2 separate regions of the Rattus norvegicus genome follow, and region 1 is linked to region 2. The links are chromatin contacts, called in public Hi-C maps. All regions are on one chromosome and are shown on one strand. Each heading gives the region's core, a stretch centred on a gene start, on an enhancer-like site or on the middle of the called end of the contact. The rest is flanking DNA. Distances are from core to core; before and after follow the strand shown.

Region 1 (2,700 bases), core at 144-2,643, 240 kb before region 2:
TGTGCTGAGCAATGACTGACCAAATACTTGACATCATTCGAAAGGTACAAAGTTACAGTTCTTGCTCTAGGGTAAGAGGCTCCTTCTTCACTCTGAAGAATGAGAACTGAAATGGAATTCCAAGCGGCCACTTTGGTTGCTCAATGCCATATGCAATCTTCTTCTACTTGCTCATGTGTCTTTGCTGTGACATTTACTAGTCTAAGTTATTACCACAGCCACTTCCCCGTTTCCCGGAAAACAAGTCAACGACGGCTGAGTGGGCCAAAAGTGGGCTAAAAGTATCAGTTTTGTTTGTTTGAGACAGTCTTACTCTGAGGCCCAGACAGACCTTGAACTTGTAGCAATTCTGCTTCGGCCTCTTGAGGGCTAGGACTACAGGTGTGAGCTACCATCTTGGAATTCCTCATTCATTGCTTTTGGTTCTAGTCAACCCATGACTAGTGGGATTGAATGATATACAACTAAATGGAGAACCTGATGACGCTGGGAACCCTTTACAAAATGGTCCTAAATAAATCCCTGCTCGTATTTACGTTTCCCTTTTTTTTTTCCCCCTCCAGGGCTGAGAATAACTGGCTACTGGCTTCCCTCGCGTTGCCCTAACCAGTTTTGCTCCAGAATCCTTCCTTTGTTCCCTGGCAGTCGTGGTGCAGCCTCAGGTTCCCACATTTCTCCCTTTTGATTTAGGTCGCTCGGTTGAGAGGGCTGTCACAGTTTAGTAATCCTATTGGGTCTCTTCCCCCCTGGATTTATGCCCTCCCCCCATGTGCACTCAGAATCCTGTTTTCATCACTCTCTCAGTTGTCATCTCTCAGGCTTTGCTCCTTGGCCTGGTTTACTTTATGGTGATGGCTCTGTCCCCCTCGCTTCCACTTCAGTTTCGTCTGTTTCTGGACAATCCTTTGTTCCCGGGCTTCTTTGTGAGCCCTTCGGCCTCACATATATATCAGTCCTGGCTGGGTCTTGCTCTTGTCTTGGTTCTGGAGCAGTGTGGCCTTGGATGTGAGGCATCTTGGTCTTTTGCTTCTGCCTTCAAGGTTTTCTCTAGGACCTTTTCCCGCAGCCGCACAGGCCCAGCCCGTGGCTCCCTCCTTTGTCCCGGCTGCCGGTGTATGTTAGCGCTGAGTAGGGCTGCGGCCCAGCTTGGGTCGGCCCGGGGGTCTCCCGGCCTCTGCGGCCCGCTCGGCCTCCTGTTCTGACGTGCAGGGGGGCCTCCTGGCGGCGGGCCTCAGGCGTCGGCCGGCCTCTTCCGTGCCCCGCTCCCGCTCGCGGCCCGCCCGGGCGGTGGTCGGCCGCCCTCCCGGCCCAGCAGGCTGCAGTCGCGGGACTGAGGACGCGCCCGGCGGCGGAGGCGGCGGGCTGAGGGGCGGGGAACCGGCCCGGCCTGGCGCTCCTGACAGGAGGCGCCGCCGCCGTCGCGCCGGGGCGGGCTGAGGGAGGAGCGGAGCCGAGGGGTGGGGAGGCGGAAACGCGAGCCGGGACCGGCGGAGCGCGAGCCGGCCGGGTGCGAGCGGTCTGAGGGAGCCGAGAGCGACTGCCGGGCCGAGCGAGACAGACGCAGAGCGGAGAGCGAGAGAGCGAAGGCGCCGCCGCCACAGAACCGCACAAAGGCCGAGGCTGGGGACGCCGCCGCCGCCGCCTCGGCGCGCGGGCCTGGAGCCGGAGCCCCTCGGGGCCCGGGCAGAGCGCGGCGCGGGCAGCCATGGCCGGCTACGTGCCGGGTCAGCAGCCGGCCAACCGCAGCCAGGAGAAGGAGTTCGTGCAGGCATACGAGGATGTGCTGGAGCGCTACAAAGGTGAGGCTGCGGCCGGGCCGGCGCTGGCGGGAGCCGGAGCGGCTCGGCCCGGTGCAGGTGGGGAGGCGGGCGGGGGGCGCGTCCACCGGCGCGGGGCTGGGCCAGGAGCTGCGGCCGCCGGCTTCTGGTAGAGTTGAGATAAGCCTCGGAGCCCCGCTCCCCGGCCGGCGCTCGGCGCTCTCATATCTCCAGTCACACTGTTTGCTCTATTATCTGGCCGGATCCGAAGGAGGAGAGACGTGGAGCTGGCTCGGGAGACCGCCTGCTCTGGGACTCTGGTGGAGGAGGAGTTGGGCTCGAGGGAGACGCTCTCATTCGGTTTCCCGGGGCGAGCTTCCCTGCGGTGGATCTCCGGGGGTCGCCCGCCCGCTTTTGTCTCTTTGACTATCAAGAGTTGTCGAGAGGGAGCCTAGGATGGCGAGCACCCAGGGGGTCGTGGGGGTCGGGTGGGCGGCGTGGCCGGTGAGTGTGCAGATTTCTGTGGGGAGGCCTCCCCACCCCCAGGCCACCCTCCTTAATGTCTGGGCCTGCCTGGTTGAGGCAGGGGTCTAGTTAGCATTATTATTTTTTTTTTCCTCTCAGAAATAAAGATTGGTCTCGGAGCTCGGATTTCAGCCCCTGGAGGCTGTCTTGCGAAGCAGTTCAGCGAGTTAATGTCTAATCTCCGCTGAGTGCACGCAGAGAAAGTTTTGACAGGCCAGCAGGGCTGCGGACTGCCTTTCCTTAACCGCCCCGAGTGGAAGGCAGGGGTGCGTGGCCCTGGAGCCCCAGCTTTGATTTATATTCAGTGTGCTCTGGACTGCACTCTCTTTGGAGATGTTGATTTTCCCAGAAACTTCACAGCCACCCCTCCCCCGCCAAAGCTGGTCTCTAGTGACTAGCCTTGCCTTTCTTTCCATGT
Region 2 (2,700 bases), core at 159-2,658:
ATGTGTAGGATTGTGTAATACATTTCTCTAATATTTTCTGTTTTGAGACTTGAAATACAGACTCATGTTTCACTGAGAGAAGCCTCAGAGGCTCAGGTTTCCTTGAATGTGTGCAGCAGTAAAAACCAATCAAGGTGTTGGGCCTGGGCTGTTCCTGCCAGTGTCCTCTCTGCACTTCAACCTGCACCCCATTTTCCGGTCGTTAAGACCGCTGAAGTCTGAGCAGAGAAGTCCAGGTGGCGTAATGGGCCAAGATCTGACGCACTTGAGAAGGGAAACTGTGCCTAGAGTTTGTCCAATAACTTGGTTCCTGAGTCTAACTCAATTCCTTGGCATACCAAGAAAAGGCTGTGTTTAAGGCTAGTCAGTTCTTTGGTCAGCGCCAGAGGTGACATTGGAAAAATACAAGGACAGTGTGGCAGAGCTGGAGCCTAGAGTAGTGCAGACCGCCCACCCTAGCCCGTAGGTCTCTACCGGCAGATGGGGCCCCGAGTGGCCCTAGCCACAACCGGCTGGCAGTGGGAGAGGCGGGGGCGCCCCTTCTGGGTTCGCCCTTGTGCTGGGCTCGCATCCCAGGGGTTGGAAAGAAGCGGGGGCGTAGGGGCCGGGCCAGCGATATGAGGGCGGGGCTTTCCTTTGTCAGGAGATTTGTCCGGCGTGACCAGGACTGCTCCTCTCCTCTCACCCTCGCGGGCGGGGACACTACTACGCCCGCGGGTGTGGAGGGAGTGAGCTAGAGGGGGTGAAGGATGAGCTGGAGTCCCTGGCCCCAACCCCAGGAAGCCCCTCCCTTGCCGCCTTGGCTTCCAATCCTTGCCCCCGCCCCCTCCCCTCCCGGCGGGGCTCCCTGCAGGCCCCGCCCCCGTCCTCCTCCCTTGCAGTCGGCGCCGCGCGCTCCCGGGCTTCCAAGGGGGCTGCCCGGGCGGGGCAGCGGCAGTGGCGGGGCTGGAAAGGGGAGGAGATCCGCCCGCCACCCGAGCACTTCCAGCCAGCGGCGTGTGAGCGGGCCGCGCGGCGTTAGAGAGGCGGGCTCGCCCCCCTCGTGCGGCCGGAGCGGAGCCTTTTGTTCCCGGCCAGAAGTTTGCATGCCGGGACCGTGACAGCTGCGGACGGGGAAAACGGCTCCAGGGCCCGCGGCGTGGTGGAGAAAAGAGGCGACTGCTTGTCATGCAGCCCACGACGCGGCGGCTGGGGGCCGGGGACCTGCAGTGGCCGGGGAGGCGGCGCCCACAGGACACGGGACTTTCTGCTGCCGGAGGGACAAACTAACTTCCTGAGCGCTAGACCCAAGGCCGGCCCGCCAGGAGCCACCTGCAAGGTTGCGGTGAGGCGACCCTGGCCCTCCGGGGCGCGAGGCATGGCGCGGGTTTGCGGGCGGTGCTAAGTGAGTCCTTCAGACTACCTCTTGGTCGCTGCCGCAGCCTGCCCGCCTTCTGAAAGGCCCAGCGTGGGCCTCCACTCGCCTTGTTTTGCGGCCACGATACAGTGTTGGCTTGGAAGCCACAACAATGCCATGATGTTTTGGAGACAGGAAGCCCCAAGCTGGCCCCGAATGAAGGACTTCCTGTGTTTAAAGTTGCAGGAATATCCGCTGACCAGCCCTGTTCAAATGCAAACACCCCAACTAGAGAGGACGAATGGCTAATTCAGACCAGCTGGACTCTTCGGGGCTCAACACAGGATAAAAATGAAAGGAATTCTTAGGAGCTTGGACCATACTTGAAAGCTAGAGAGGGTGTGCCATTGTTATTAAAGGACATAGTTGGTATAAATTTTCTGCTTCCAACTCAGCTTCGGTGAGAATAGAGTGAAACTAGATATTGAATAAGATTTGTCAATATCAAATGATTTTTTGCAGACTGAATTTGAAGGGACAGTACTCTTTAGAAAAGTAAAACCAGAAGCCATACAAGTAATTGTTTTATGCTTGTTGATTAAATAATATCATTTGTCTGTCTGCAATTATGAGGCTGCTAGCCTGTGAGGAAAAACCTGTTTGTCTTAGAGTTTTTCCCAGAATGGTTTCAAATTGGAACTTCCAGATCTTTCTGGAAGGCAGATGCAATTGGTGGTTTGGAGTATAAACATGTAAGAGAACTTACAATTCATATAGAATGTATTTTGAGAGAACCTGTGAAAAAAAACTTTTTGAAAGCTTGATGGTTCATCTTTATTGAAAAAGTATGGGTAAGCCACTTAGCAGGCCAGACTGTTTAAGGAGGAACCCCACCTGCCTGGGTAAAGGGGAAGATGAGGACGGCTATATAGAAGATTGCTATGTTCCACAGAGGTCCATATACGATACGATGCGGATAAATGAACAGATTGACCAGGGGTCAAAACTTAATCAGACGTCAAAAAGCACCATGGAGAAGATGGACGGAAGTACCCTATCCAGCAATGGTACATTAGGAGCATCATCTAATGTTTTTGAATCTAGAGTACCAGAAGGCAAGAAGCTGGATGAGAGGATAATATTTGATGCATTAAAGCTAAGCAGTGATGTGCAGAAGTCAGCACCTGTGCCACCCAGACGTCGGCCAAATGCAGAGCGCAAAGATAATGTTAACAGGAGATCCTGGAAGTCCTTCATGCCACCCAACTTCCCAGAATTTGCAGAAAGGATGGAGGCTTCTCTGAGTGAAGTCTCAGAAGCTGGTGCTTCAAATCCTTCCTTGCATGAGAAAAAAGAATCCAGTT

Evidence for each region. A called contact is a pair of places that touch in the nucleus more often than the background predicts.
Region 1: a Hi-C map of mammary epithelial cells shows a contact between it and region 2, with 2.5 times the contacts expected there. The contact joins the enhancer-like site here to the promoter of Macf1l1 in region 2. A contact is called at or near these places in 1 of 12 Hi-C or Micro-C datasets (mammary epithelial cells) and 1 of 1 datasets of contacts at active chromatin or transcription factors (oligodendrocytes).

Annotation. Positions count from the first base shown.
Region 1 is chr5:141,210,279-141,212,978 of GRCr8, reverse strand. All of the region lies in intron 2 of Macf1 (microtubule-actin crosslinking factor 1), which reads left to right. Among named protein-coding and RNA genes, the nearest start is that of Macf1, 22 kb to the left of the region's middle. Within about 2 kb of position 1,393, at least 64 of the 93 cell types and tissues checked have an H3K27ac peak or open chromatin away from gene starts, as enhancers often do.
Region 2 is chr5:140,968,764-140,971,463 of GRCr8, reverse strand. Macf1l1 (microtubule-actin crosslinking factor 1 like 1) reads left to right here and starts at 1,408. Exons shown (of 1, transcript NM_001291383.1): 1 at 1,408-2,700. The coding sequence starts at 2,184. The region is part of intron 58 of Macf1 (microtubule-actin crosslinking factor 1); the gene reads left to right.